Regions from separate parts of the Sus scrofa genome. Here region 2 is linked to region 1. The links are chromatin contacts, called in public promoter capture Hi-C maps. All regions are on one chromosome and are shown on one strand. The core of a region is the stretch at or near the end of the contact, and the rest is flanking DNA. Distances in the headings are between cores, read along the strand shown.

Region 1 (6,748 bases), core at 2,793-5,292:
TTGCGGTGGCTCTGGCGTAGGCCGGGGGCTATAGCTCCAATTCGACCCCTAGCCTGGGAACCTCCATATGCTGCGGGAGCGGCCCAAAGAAATAGCAAAGAGACAAAAAAAAAAAAAAAGAAGGGTGTGAGTTCCCACTGTGGTGCACTGGATTAAGAATCCGAATGCAGCAGCTCAGGTAGCTGCAGAAGCATGGGTTCAATCCCAGGCTCAGGGCAGCGGATTTTAAGGATCCAGCGTTGCTGCAGCTGCAGCTCAGAATCAATCCCTGGCCCAGGAGCTTCCACATGCAGCAGGTGCGGCAGAGGTGAGGGGAGACAAAGTCACCAGTGCTGGCCAGGATGTGGAGAAATCGAAGCAGTTCTACACTGCTGGTGGCAGAAAGGGAACTGCTGGTTTGAAAAATATGGCAGATACTTAAAAAGTGAAACATGCCCCCACCATCCAAACCAGCAGCCCCACTCCAAGGTCTGTACCCAAGAGAAATGAGAACCCGCGTCGAACATCATACAAGCTTATATGCAAATGGCCGTAGCAGTATTATTCGTAAAGCCAGCAACAACCCCGAAGTCTTTCAGTGAATGGCTTGTGCTGTATGGGTGCAATGGAATACTACTTAGCAACAAAAAGGAACGCTGCTGGGGGCAGAGTCACTGTAAAAAGAAGCAAGGGAAGTATTGAGGGAACAGAGGTGTTCTGGGTTTGGTTGCACTGCACAACTGCATAAATGTACTCAATACCCCTGACCTCTACGCTGCCAGCAGGTGAATGTGGCTAAATTACCCCTCAATAAAAAGGTAACTCTCTCTGTGGCTTCCACTGCCCTCGGAGTAAAGGCAAAGTTGTTTCCATGGCCGCCAGGGCCTGGCATGAGCTGGCCCCCTCCCCTCAGTCACCAGCTCCAGCCTCCTCACTGCTCCTGCATCACACCAGGCACCGCCCACCTCAGGGCCTTTGCACTGACTGTTCTCTTTACCTGAAAGCCCCCCCCCCCCCCCAAGCGTCTATGTGACTCCTCCTCCCTCATCTCCTTCAGGTCACCTCCCCAGAGGGCCCTCCTTGATCACCCTATTTAAACTGCGACCCTCCTGCCCATGGCTGGGAGTTCCTACACTCCTCCCGAGCTTTGGTTCTGTCCAAGGCACTTACCACCATCTGTCCCACCATATATCTTTCTTATTTACCTTGTTCACTGTCCCGTCCCCTACCCCACACCATCCCCCAACCTCCAGCCCTCAGCAAATACCTGAGCTCCCGGAGGGCAGGGCCTGTCTTGTTCATTTGTATCCCAGCATGGGCATGAGCCCAGCATGTAGTGGGGACTTCCTACGCATTAGGCGAAGGATGGTTATCAGAGCTGGGGGCCCTGTGTCTGAGCCCCTGGCTGGAGGAGCAGGCTGACTGGGGCAGGAGATTGCGGAGGGCCCGCCCGTGGGCAGGGGAGGGTGGTGGCGGTGGCTGAGGACACAGCAGTGACTAAGACATGGTTCCTGCTCTTCGACCCGCATGCCCGATTTCACACACAATTCTCAGCAACACCCACTACAGGGCCCAGGAAGCCGCTGAGACCATGAGGCTGGGCCAGGGGCCGGGAGGGAGTCAGGCATTCTCCTGGACTGCTGGACCCACCAGGGAATCCCGCCCCGGCCCAGCCTCTGCCTCTGAACCCACCCACTCCACAGATGACAAGTGCCTGCTCTGTGCCTGGTCCTGAGCTGGGCGGTGCCAGGGGCACAGTGGTGACCAAGACAGTTCCGGCTCTGCCCTCCAGGGGCTCCCGGCCCACTGGAAGAGACAAGACAGTGACAGGCCAGAGTGGGCAGGGCTGGGACAGGGGAGCCCTCTGAGAGGGTGACAGGCTTCCTAGGGAAGAGAACACCTGAGGCGTACACGACTAGTAAGGATCAGCCAGGTAAAGAGGGGAGAAGCCTGTGCAAAGGCTATGAGGCAGGACACAGCCAACAAGGCAACCTCCTGGAAATAAAAGAGCCTCACAGCAGCTGATGCTCCTTTGCCCAGTGTCTCAAGCTGGAACAATTTTTTGGCCCCCAGGGGACATTTAGCAATGTCTGGAGGCATGTTTTTCCATCTTTTTAGGGCCACATTTGTGACATATGGCAGTTCCCAGGCTAGGGTCTAACTAGAGCTGGAGCTGCCGGCCTTTGCCACAGCCACAGCAATGCCAGATCCGAGACGCGTCTGCGACCTACACCACAGCTCATGGCAATGCCAGGGATTGAACCTGAGTCCTCACGGAAACTAATCAGGTTCGTTACCGCTGAGCCACGAGAGGAACTCCCTGGAGGCATTTGTGATTGTCACTACTGGGGATGGATGTGTGTCCTACTGGCATCTAGTGGGTAGAGGCCAGGGGTGCTGGCTAACATCCTCCAATGGACAGGACTGCCCCCTACAACGAAGAATTATCCAACCCCAAATGTCAACAGTGCTGATGCTGAGAAATCCTAGTCTAAAGCAAAAAGGCAGATCATGCAAAGCCTTGATCTGCCAAAGAATTCATACTTAATCCTGAAAGCAAAGGCGTTAAGTCTTGAAAGACGATACGGAGAAATGGGACAGGAGGAGATCTGGGGGCCAAGGGGGTGTCTCTGTAAACTCAGGGCATCAGGGCACCCTGAGACCTAGTCTCTCTGACCACCTCCCACCCAGTAATCAACAGACACTCAAGAGGAAGAAAGACCTTCTTTTAGTGAGACTGGAAGGCCCCTGAAGTTAGGGGCTGAGTCTTCACTCTAGCCCTCACTCAACAAACACTTCCTAAGGGTGCCCCAAGGACCAGGCCCTGGATGAGGATGCTGAAAAGATCCAGACCAGGAATGGTGGCTCTGCCACACAATTCTCACCCCAGTGTCTTCCCCAGGTGACATTATTTGCCCCTCCTCTGGGCTCCTGCAGTCCCTGATAAAGACTTTGTGCCATCACCCTTGTCAGTCAGGACTATCATTCTTTGTTTACACGCTAGTCCCTTCCTCAGTAGAGTGAGAGAGAAAACACCAAAGGGCTGGCCCTCCTGTCCAACCCCTCCATGTACCCCTGGAGAACTGAAGGTCCAAAGGGGAAAAGGTACTTGCCCAAGGTCACATAGAGTCAGCTTCGTTCCCCCCACCCAACCTGCACTCCTCTCCCCCAGCTGCCTCCCACGTGTCAGTGACATCCTAGTGGGTGGGTCGGCAGCACCTGGCTGTCACTCCATTGATTCCCTAAATGGCTGAAGGATGGCTGCCTGAACTAGTATGTTCTGCAGCCTCAGTTTAGTTTAAGTGGCAATGGGTCAGAAGCCATCAGCACCAGGACTAAGTCCCCCATAGGGCTAATTTATGCTGCAAATACACCTAGCTCAGCCCCCACTACCCTGTTTCAGCAATGTCTGGTAAGTTCTAAAGGAAACGGCCCCCAAATCTAACCTGGGTGACCTTCTGCAAGCACCTTCCTTACTCTGCTCTTTAGACTCCTGTCTGTAAAATGGGTCTGTTCAGCGCGTGCCCTTAACCCATGACGGTCACCTAACTTCCCCAGACTTAGAAAACTCCCAAGTAATCAATCATTGCCCATACCTCGGGCACCGAGAAAAAGACCCCGTGAACGCCAGCCCACTGTGAGAACGGTCTTGGAGCCCAGGATCGCGGAGTCAGGAGAGAACCCAAGGCGCCTGGGTACAAGTCTGCGCCCCTCCGCGCCACTGTCTCTTTGGCTCGAGCAACGAGCCGGGTGGTAGCCCGGCGCGAGCGTGCAGGGGACCCGGCGCGCAACAGGGCCCCGGTCCCCGCACTGTCCGGCCTCCCGGATCGCCCGGCCCCGCCTGGGCCCTGTATTCAAGGTCCCTCTGGGCAAGGAGCCCCCAATGCACGGGATTCCGTGAATAGAGGCAGGACACGCCCCGTGGGAGGCCCCCCGAGTGGGGAAGAACCCCTCAGGCCCCTCTCGGCCTCCGTACCTGACCGGAGCCGCCTCCCCCGGCCGCCACTACGGCGCTGCCGGCCCCGTCCGCCTCCTGCGCCGCCGCCATCTTCCCGCTCCGGGTCCCCGCCCCCGCCGTCAGCCCCGCCCCATCCCCGACGGCGCCAGCGCGATCGCGCGAGATTTCACGCTTTGCCCGACCTGCCGGCCACCGTATCCGGCAAGAGCGCTTCAGCCACCCTCTCAGAAGCCGCTTCCGGTTACGGAAGGGCGAACCAGGCCACCGTAACACCCCCTCCTTCCCGTTGCAACCTGAGTATTTTCACCTGGTGGGCACTGCGTGCCCCGAGCGCCCCAGACTTCTTTGGCCAATATGTGTGCTTCCCACAGCTTCCATTCTTTCTGTCCTCTCCCCCCAACAACCCCGCCTCTTCCAGTTAATATCATCCTCGCCGATTCTTGAGCACTTTCCTTTCCAAGTTTCTTGGGCTTTCCCGGCCACCGTAACCCTTCAAGGTGCTCTGCTTGAATCACGCCCCTGCTGCGTTAAAGGAACTTTACTGGCCTCCTTACCGAAGACTCGGAGGGCAGAGGCTTTGGTCAGTGACCTCGCTTCCTTTTTTTTTTTTTTTTTTTTTTCTTTTAGGGCCGCATCCGGGCATATGGAGGTTCCCAGGCTAGGGGTCAAATCGGAGCTACAGCCGCCGGCCTACACCACAGCCACAGCAACACCAGATCCGAGCCGCGTCTGTGATCCACACCATAGCTCACGGCCACACCGGATCCCGGACCTACTAAGCGAGGCCAGCGATCGAACCGCAACCTCATGGATACTAGTCAGATTCGTTTCCGCTGAGCCACAACGGGAACTCCTGGCCTCTCTTCTCAACACTGCCTTTTCCTGTGTTAAGTCTCTCTAGGTTATAATCCTGTGCATTGAGTTACTATTTCAGCGTTCTCACGTCACCACACTTCCAAATTGGACCCTGTCAGCGCTTCCCTAAGTCTTCGGGAGGCCTGGCTTAATGCGCACGCGCGTTCCTTTGCGGTCTTTGCTTTCTAGCAAATCTCGCAGCTGTGGACTCGCAGTTTCCAGCGTTCTGAGAACTTCATGTCTTTTCTTTAGCTATTTTCCTACAGCCCCAGGCCCGAACACGTGTTGAGACCCTTGGCCCAAGGAGGAGTTATAGAGGCCCAGAGAGGACGGAAGACTCAGCGGTTTTTAAAACTTCACCAGTGAATTGGGTGGAAGTCGGACCTGGGTTCAAACTTTGGTTGTGCTACTGCCCGGCTAAATGATCCTTGACAAATAACCTATCTCTTTGGGCCTCATTTTCTTCCTCTTTTACAAACTGGGCATTATAATCATACCCCCTCTTCCTTCACCCCTTTGCTCCGTGGGGTTATTGGAAAGACTCAGATTAAGAATGTAAAGCACCTGGCCGCTTAGTAAATAATATCACACGCCGTTAACTACGTATTACCTGGAAAGGAGACCAGATTTAGCACTGAAATGTTCTAGTTATTTATTTTTCATTTTACTAGATAGATATAAATACATAAACTGTAGATACACCCTCCTCGACTTTCCTCAAGGTCTCAACTCAATAGTATTGTCCCTCCTCGAGGAGTGCCCTCACAGCCCCAGACTGGGTGTGGCCTCGCCTCCCAGTCCTCCCAGATCCCTGGACTGCCCGCTCCGCCCCTGCCCACTTTGCTTCATCCCTGACAGCGGCAGGTGTGTCTTGGAACTTCTCTTACAGATAACAATGGTAGTGGTAACAATTCTGTGAAGTTGTAGGGCCGGTCTTCAAGTCTAAAGGTGAAACAAGGAGTTCCCTGGTGGCCAAGTAAGTTAAGGATCCTGCACTGTCACTGCAGGGACTCAGGTCACTGCTGTGGTGCAGCTTTGATCCCTGGTCCGGGAACTTCTGCATGCTGCTGGTGTAGCTAAATAAATAAATTGAATAAAGGTGAGGTCCCGTCATGGTGCAGCAGAAATGAATCCGACTAGGAACCATGAGGTCTCGGGTTCGATCCTTGGCCTCTCTCAGCGGGTTTAGGATCTGGCGTTGCCGTGAGCTGTGGTGTAGGTTACAGACATGGCTTAGATCCGGCGTTGCTGTGGCTGTGGTGCAGGCCGGCAGCTGTAGCTCTGATGAGACCCCTAGCCTGGGAACCTCCCATATGCCATGGGTGTGGCCCTAGAAAAGACAAAAGACTAAATAAATAAATGTGAAATGAGCATACTGATTAAATCCCGCAGAAGGCAGGCAGATTTGAGATTTTGTGGGACTCTTTCTTAAAGGTACAGAATTATATGTACAAATTTATTTATTTTTTTCTTTTTAGGGCCACATCCATGGCATATGGAAATTCCCAGGCTAGAGATCTGTCTAATCGCAGCTGTAGCTGCCACCCTGCACCACAGCCACAGCAACTTGGGATCCGAGCTGCGTCTGCAACCTACATCACAGCAGCACTGGATCATTAACCCACTGAGCGAGGCCAGGGATCGAACCCACAACCTCATGGTTCCTCATCGGATTTGTTTCCACTACGCCATGATGGGAACTCCTATTCTCCCTTTTTTTTTTTTTTTTTTTTTTTTTTGGTCTTTTTGCCATTTCTAGGGCCGCTCCCTCGGCATATGGAGGTTCCCAGGCCAGGGGTCTAATCAGAGCTGTAGCTGCTGGCCTACACCAGAGCCACAGCAACTCGGGATCCAAGCTGCATCTGTAACCTACACCACAGCTTGCGGCAACGCCGGATCCTTAACCCACTGAGCAAGGCCAGGGACCGAACCCGCAACCTCATGGTTCCTCGTCGG
Region 2 (6,223 bases), core at 3,175-5,674, 180 kb before region 1:
TGCCATGGGTTTAGCCCTAAAAAGCAAAAAAAAAAAAAAAAACCCCAAGGCTCAGGGTCTCTGGTATCAGCAAATTCCACTGGGGCAACTGTGGTTTGATGCAAGTTCTGCAATTTGGGCCCAGATTTCCCATATTCTCTCAGGGCTCAGCTCTACATATAAAAGCAAGTTTTATTTATTTTTTAATTTTACGACTGCACCCCATGGCATATGAAAGTTCCCAGGCTGGGGATCAAACCCAGACCTCTGCACTGACCAGAGCCACTGCAATCGGATTTTTAACCCATTGTACTATGATGGGAACCCCTATTTTTTTTTTTAATTTACTCAAATTTTAATTATTATTATTTTTATTGGCTGCACCTGTGGCATATAAAAGTCCCCAGACCAGAGATCAAACCCATGAGTTCGAAGCAGTGACAAGTCTGGATCCTTAACCCACTGAGCCACCAGAGAATCGGGGATGTCTTATTTGTAGCACACTGCAAAAACACCAGTCTCAGGGAGTTCCTGTCGTGGCTCAGTGGTTAACAAATCCGACTAGAAACCATGAGGTTGTGGGTTTGATCCCTGGCCTTGCTCAGTGGGTTAAGGATCCGGCATTGCCGTGAGCTGTGGTGTAGGTCACAGACGTGGTTCGGATAGATCAGTGGCTACAGCTCCAATTCGACCTCTAGCCTGGGAACCTCCATATGCCGTGGGAGCGGCCCTAGAAAAGGCAAAAAGACAAAAAAAAAAAAAAAAAAAAAAAAAAAAACCCACCACCCACCAGTCCCAGAGTCTCCTTCAAAAAACACATTCATTGGAGTTCCCGTCGTGGCGCAGTGGTTAACAAATACGACTAAGAACCATGAGGTTGAGGGTTTGACCCCTGCCCTTGCTCAGTGGGCTAACGATCCGGCGTTGCTGTGACCTGCGGTGTAGGTCGCAGACATGGCTCGGATCCTGCGTTGCTGTGGCTCTGGTGCAGGCCAGCAGCTACAGCTCTGATTAGACCCCTAGCCTGGGAACCTCCATATGCCGCGGGAGTGGCCCAAGAAATGGCAAAAAGACAAAAAAAAAAAAAAAAAAAAAAAAAAAAAAACATTCATCTAACGGCATCATTCTCTGCTTACTGGCTGTTGAATAAAGACCAAGAATCTTCCTGTGGTTTAAAAGCTCAGCTTCCTCCAGTCCCTGCTGGTACAGCACTCACCACCCTCAACACCCCTATCTCTCTCCGCTCTAGGTGGAAAACAGAAGCTATCACACTCCTTAGTTATTAAACAGGCTGGGCCTTTGCAGATGCTGTTCCCTTTGCTTGCAACTCTTTTCCACCCTCCCGGTTTCACCTATTTACCCCTTCAGGGCTTGGCTCAGGCTCACTCATCACTTTCTCAGGGAATCCATGTGACCTCCCCTGAAACAAGGTCAGACAGGAGTTTCTGTTGTGGCACAGCAGAAAGGAATCCGACCAGCATTCATGAAGATGCAGGTTCAATCCCTGGTTCAGTCTCAGTGGGTTGGGGATCCGGGTGTTGCGATGAGCTGTGGTGTGGGTCGCAGAAGTGGCTGGGATCCTGTGTGGCTGTGGCTGTGGTGTAGGCTGGCCCTGCCGCTCTGAGACGACCCCTAGCCTGAGAACGTCCATATGGGTAGGTGCAGCTCTAAAAAGAAAAGGAAAAAAAAAAAAAAGTCAGTGACATTTCAGTTGCACACTCACAAAACTCCTGTCCTTTTTTCCCACATCTTTTTAGGGCCTCACCGGCGGCACATGGAAGTTCCCAGGCTAGGAGTCCAATCAGAGCTGCAGCTGCCGGCCTACACCACACCCACAGCAAGGCCAGATCCCCACTGAATCTGTGGCCTACACTGCAGCTCACGGCAATGCTGGATTCTTAACCCACTGAGTGGGACCAGGGATTGACCCTGAATCCTCATGGGTACTAGTGGGGTTCTTAGCCTGCGGAGCCACAACGTGAATGCCAAAATTCCTGTACTTCTCCAAGGCACGAATCATAGTGCCCGAAAAATGACAAAGTATAGATTACAACGATTAACTATCCATTTATTTAGGAGAACATTCCATTCATGTCTGTCTCCCCAGTGGACTGTTATCTCCGTGAGGGCCCGGCCTGGCTGCTGCACCCCCAATGCCCAGCACTGGACAAGCACAGAACAGGAGCTCAGTAAACATGTGGTGAAGTAACAAAATACAAATAAGTGCAGAACCAGGGCCAAAATATCTGGGCCCTGATTTCCCAGCTACGGCTTCACCTCTGTTAAGTGAAGGGTCCCTTTCTTGGGACTGACATTTTGGGCGAAATCACCAACGCACCCCCAGCTTAGATGGCAGACAAGAGGAACTAACCAAATGAAGAAATGCCTTCTGTGTTAAGGAGTCTGCCTAGAGCGCTCCTGCCCACTTCTCCATCCTGGGGGCTTGGCTTCAGCTTGGGACAAGAGAGGGGGGAGGGGACCAAGTGCAAATGGGACCAAGGGACTAGGGCAGGGAAGAGACAGAGCAGGTGGGAGAGAGAAGGAGCTGAGCCCGGGCCCTGCCCCACCAGAAATCCAGGTCCCTTCAACATCCAGGGAACAAACAAAATGCACGTAGTCCTTATTTGGAAAGCCGTGTCACACTCTACCCAATGTTCCAGGGAAGGTCTGATTTGGCCCCTAAGTGCCAGCTGGGGGCCACTCTCGGCCTGAAGAAGCAGGAGGAGGCCTGTCTTGTACTGGCAGCCTGGGCAGGAAGCACCATCTTGGCCTTGAGGGTGGAGCAGACAGATCAGCTTGGGCCTGGAGAGCTGGGAGGAGCACCTCCTAGGGTCAGGAGGGGGCATCACCCTGATGAAGAAACCATCAGGGGGGTCCCCAGAGCCCAGAATTAAATAAGCTGGTAGTTTAAATAGGATGAAAGAAGCAAAAAGGAGAACCAAACCTAAGGGTACAGCTGGACGCAGGGAACAAGATCAGGCCAAGGGGGTGGCGCTAAGCCCAAGGAGAAGGAGCCAGGAGAAGGCAGAGCAAGGACTCGAAGGAGACAGAATCTGGGCCAAGCCTGGGAGCAGAGAAAGGGCCCAGACTAGAGGGACAGAATTGCAGAAGTGGGGCTAAGACCAGAGAGCCGGAACCGGAGTTCTCATTGTGGCTCAGTGGTTAACGAATCAGACTAGGAACCATGAGGTTGTGGGTTCAATCCCTGGCCTCACTCAGTGGATTAAGGATCTGGTGTTGCCGTGAGCTGTGCTGTAGGTCGCAGATGAAGCTCGGGTCCCACGTTACTGTGGCTCTGGTGTAGGCTGGGGGCTACAGCTCGGATTCGACCCCTAGCCTGGGAACCTCCATACGCAGCAGGTGCGGCCCTAGAAAAGACAAAAAAAAAGGGGAGGGGGGCGGAACCAAGAGAGTAAAGGAAGACATCAAGGAATCTGTGCCAGATTCTGGAGCTCCTGTGGGAAGAAACAAGCAGGACCAGCCCCTGTGAACAAAAACCAAACTCCAAACTGAGAAAGGCAGAGGAAAAGAAAGGTGAGGCTCCGTGAGCCCCCAAGATGGAGACAGATCAGGGAGCGGCTATTTACCCAAGAGTTAGAGCCAAGCTTCAAACAAGAGACTGTGAACCCCGGAGTAGGGGCCAGGGTCGGGGCTAGGGCCCGGCGCGGCTGCACACCTCCCCCCACCCCATCCCTCTACACAAACACGGGAGAGCATTTTCCAGGGGGCAAGGTCAGCCCTGAGGGTGACAGCAAGTTGGGTGGGTGGCTACACAGGACACAGAGCGACATCCCAAAGGCCGCCAGGGCGCAGTCAGGCAGGAGAGTGGGTCATGGCTAGGCTCGCGGTCCCGGGTCTTGTTCAGGCTCGGTTCCCGGCACGCCGCGGATGTCGGGCAGCAAGCGGCAGCCGGCTACGATGTCCAGGCGCTCCGCCAGTGCGCAGAGGTCCCCCCGCGCCAGGCGCACGCTGTGGGCCGCCGCCAATCCCGCGGCCTGGGCAGCCGCCAGCCTACCGGCCAAGGCGGCCACATCACGGCCCGCACGACGGTACACGCCGCTCACCGCGGCCGCTACGTCGTGGTCCAGCCGCGCCTGGCTCTCGGCCAGCCGGAGCTGCAGCAGCGAAAGCGCAGGGGCGGGTGCCGGCGTCTCCTCCTCACCCCAGGTCTCCCCGGCCGTCTCCCGCTGCACCACGAGCGGAGGCAGGTCCCTCGGCGCGGCCTTCGGCTCCGGCTCCGTGTCGGAGTCGGTCTCCGCGGCCTCGCCAGCCACCCGCAGCCCCGTGGGGCGGCCACGCGTCGGGCCCGAGGGGCCCAGGTACAGCTCCTCCTCCTCCGAGACGCAGAGAGCTCCGAGTCGGTCTCGGCCGCCTCCCCCGGCACCATCGTCTCAGGCCTCCGCAGCGGCCTCCGCCGACGACTCTGGGACGCCATGGAGCCGAGCTAGGGAGAAGACGCACGAAGGGACGATGTGAGAGGCGGGCGCCCCGCGGTGGTTAAAAGGTGCAGGTTCTGGATTCTCACCCCTCCACTCTTAGCAATTTGGGGCCAACTGCTTCCCTTGCTAGGGCCTCAGTTTCCTTTTCAGCAAACAGCGCTCACCGTCCCTAATGATGATGATGTGCGGCGGGGTGGTGGCTACTGGACCCCAGCCTCTTCAGCTGACTTAGGAAAAACTGAGGACCACCAGCTCGCTCAAGGCACGAGTTCCCACACTCCCAAACTAAGCTCTTTCGGATTTTGCCTCCTAGCAGAAGCCACACCCTCCGCACCGTCCTTCGCAAGTATACGGGCTCCTGAGCCGCGCAGGGACCAACGGCTGGGTCACAGACAGGAGGACAGTCCAGCTGGACTCTGGGGAGGGTGCACCAGTGGGGGCGGGGTGGGGAACGCTATCACCGAAGACCGTACCGGGTCACCGACGCTCCGAGCCTGCGGGATCCGCTACCCAGCTGAAGTGCGCTCTTTACCGAGAAAGGAGGAAGGCGGCAGCCCCAACCAATAGGAGGGCAGGTTTTGCAGGTGTTGACGGCCAATCACCTGGGCTTCTCGGCTACCAACTAGGAAGCTAGCCCCTCAAGACCAATTTTGAGGGCGTGTGCGACGAGCCACGTGAATAGGGGCACAACCAATAGGAAAGCGGCTGGGCTGGAGCTTCCGGGTTGTGGTGTGAGGCTAGTGGACAACTAGGGATTCTAAAAGGGAAGATGTCGCGTGTAACCAGTGACTCGGCCAATGGAAATGCTCGAGGGCCCAGAAACAGGGAAGAGACGGAGGGAAGGGCGGAGATGCCTGTCACGTGCGGCCAATGTAGGAAAAGCAAGCCCTCCCCCTAGTCTCCCAGGTTCACGCGCGCACCACGAGAGCCCAGGGAAGGAAGGCGGGGCTAGTCTGAAATACCAATGGAAGCGAGAGTAGGCGGGCTCGCGCTCAGACACAGGAGGCGGGGCTTCCCCAGCTGGGCCAATGAGAGCACGAGGCGCTGGGCGGTCCTTAGGCTCTAGAGGCCGGCACATGGCGGACGCGGCACTGTTCGAGTTTCTGCACACCGAGATGGTAGCAGAGCTGTGGGCGCACGACCCAGACCCCAGCCCCGGGGTGAGCGCCGGGCCCTGGGGGTGGGGAGAAGGGGAAAAGAGGCACGGGCCGAGGCAGGAAGGCCAGATCGAGGCCGCGGGCGGCGCAGGTCGAACTCCTGCCCGCACCTGCCTCGCTTAGGTGACCTCGGGCGACGGCTTCCTCCTCTGCAAAGCGGGGGTCGCAGCAGGGCCAGCCTCGCGGGTTACTGCTAGAACTGAACGAGACAGCTCGGAGTAAAGCCCTAAGCTCAAAGCCTGGCACAAAGTAAGCGGATAGTAATTAGAATAAGTATGATTACTAGCTATATACTGAGGACTTACTGCCTGCGTCCCTCACGCTGGCTGTGAAAGCCGATTATTCGATTTCTCTGTGCCTCATTCCCTGACTTGTAAAATGGGATCATAACAGCACCCAAGACCCAAAGTGAGGCATTCATTCATTCGACAAACTTACTGAACGCCTGCTGTATTCCAAGGACTATTTTCCTGTCCTCGCGAAGTTTACTCTTTAATAGAGAAGTCAAACAATAAATAAAAGTAGACCATGCCACCAGCTAGTGAGAAGTGCTGTAAGGAAAAGTTAAGTAGAATCGAGGAAAGAAAAGGGATGGATGGTGGATGGTGGAGGAAGGCCTTTTCTGAGGAATAGAAGGGGGAAGGGCAT

The links. Promoter capture Hi-C pulls out the DNA fragments that hold promoters and counts their contacts.
Region 2: a promoter capture Hi-C map of liver shows a contact between it and region 1, with 2.4 times the contacts expected there. The contact joins the promoter of BLOC1S3 here to the promoter of CLPTM1 in region 1. A contact is called at or near these places in 1 of 5 promoter capture datasets (liver), 1 of 47 Hi-C or Micro-C datasets (retroperitoneal adipose tissue) and 1 of 2 datasets of contacts at active chromatin or transcription factors (alveolar macrophages).

The regions. Positions count from the first base shown.
Region 1 is chr6:51,409,068-51,415,815 of Sscrofa11.1, reverse strand. It overlaps CLPTM1 (cleft lip and palate transmembrane protein 1), which reads right to left and starts at 4,042. Exons shown (of 18, transcript XM_003127223.6): 1 at 3,956-4,042. The coding sequence starts at 4,027.
Region 2 is chr6:51,588,698-51,594,920 of Sscrofa11.1, reverse strand. BLOC1S3 (biogenesis of lysosomal organelles complex-1, subunit 3) reads right to left here and starts at 4,424. Exons shown (of 2, transcript NM_001098586.1): 1 at 4,321-4,424; 2 at 3,699-4,318. The coding sequence starts at 4,414. The coding sequence ends at 3,816. It overlaps TRAPPC6A (trafficking protein particle complex subunit 6A), which reads left to right and starts at 5,425. Exons shown (of 6, transcript XM_021094535.1): 1 at 5,425-5,578. The coding sequence starts at 5,447.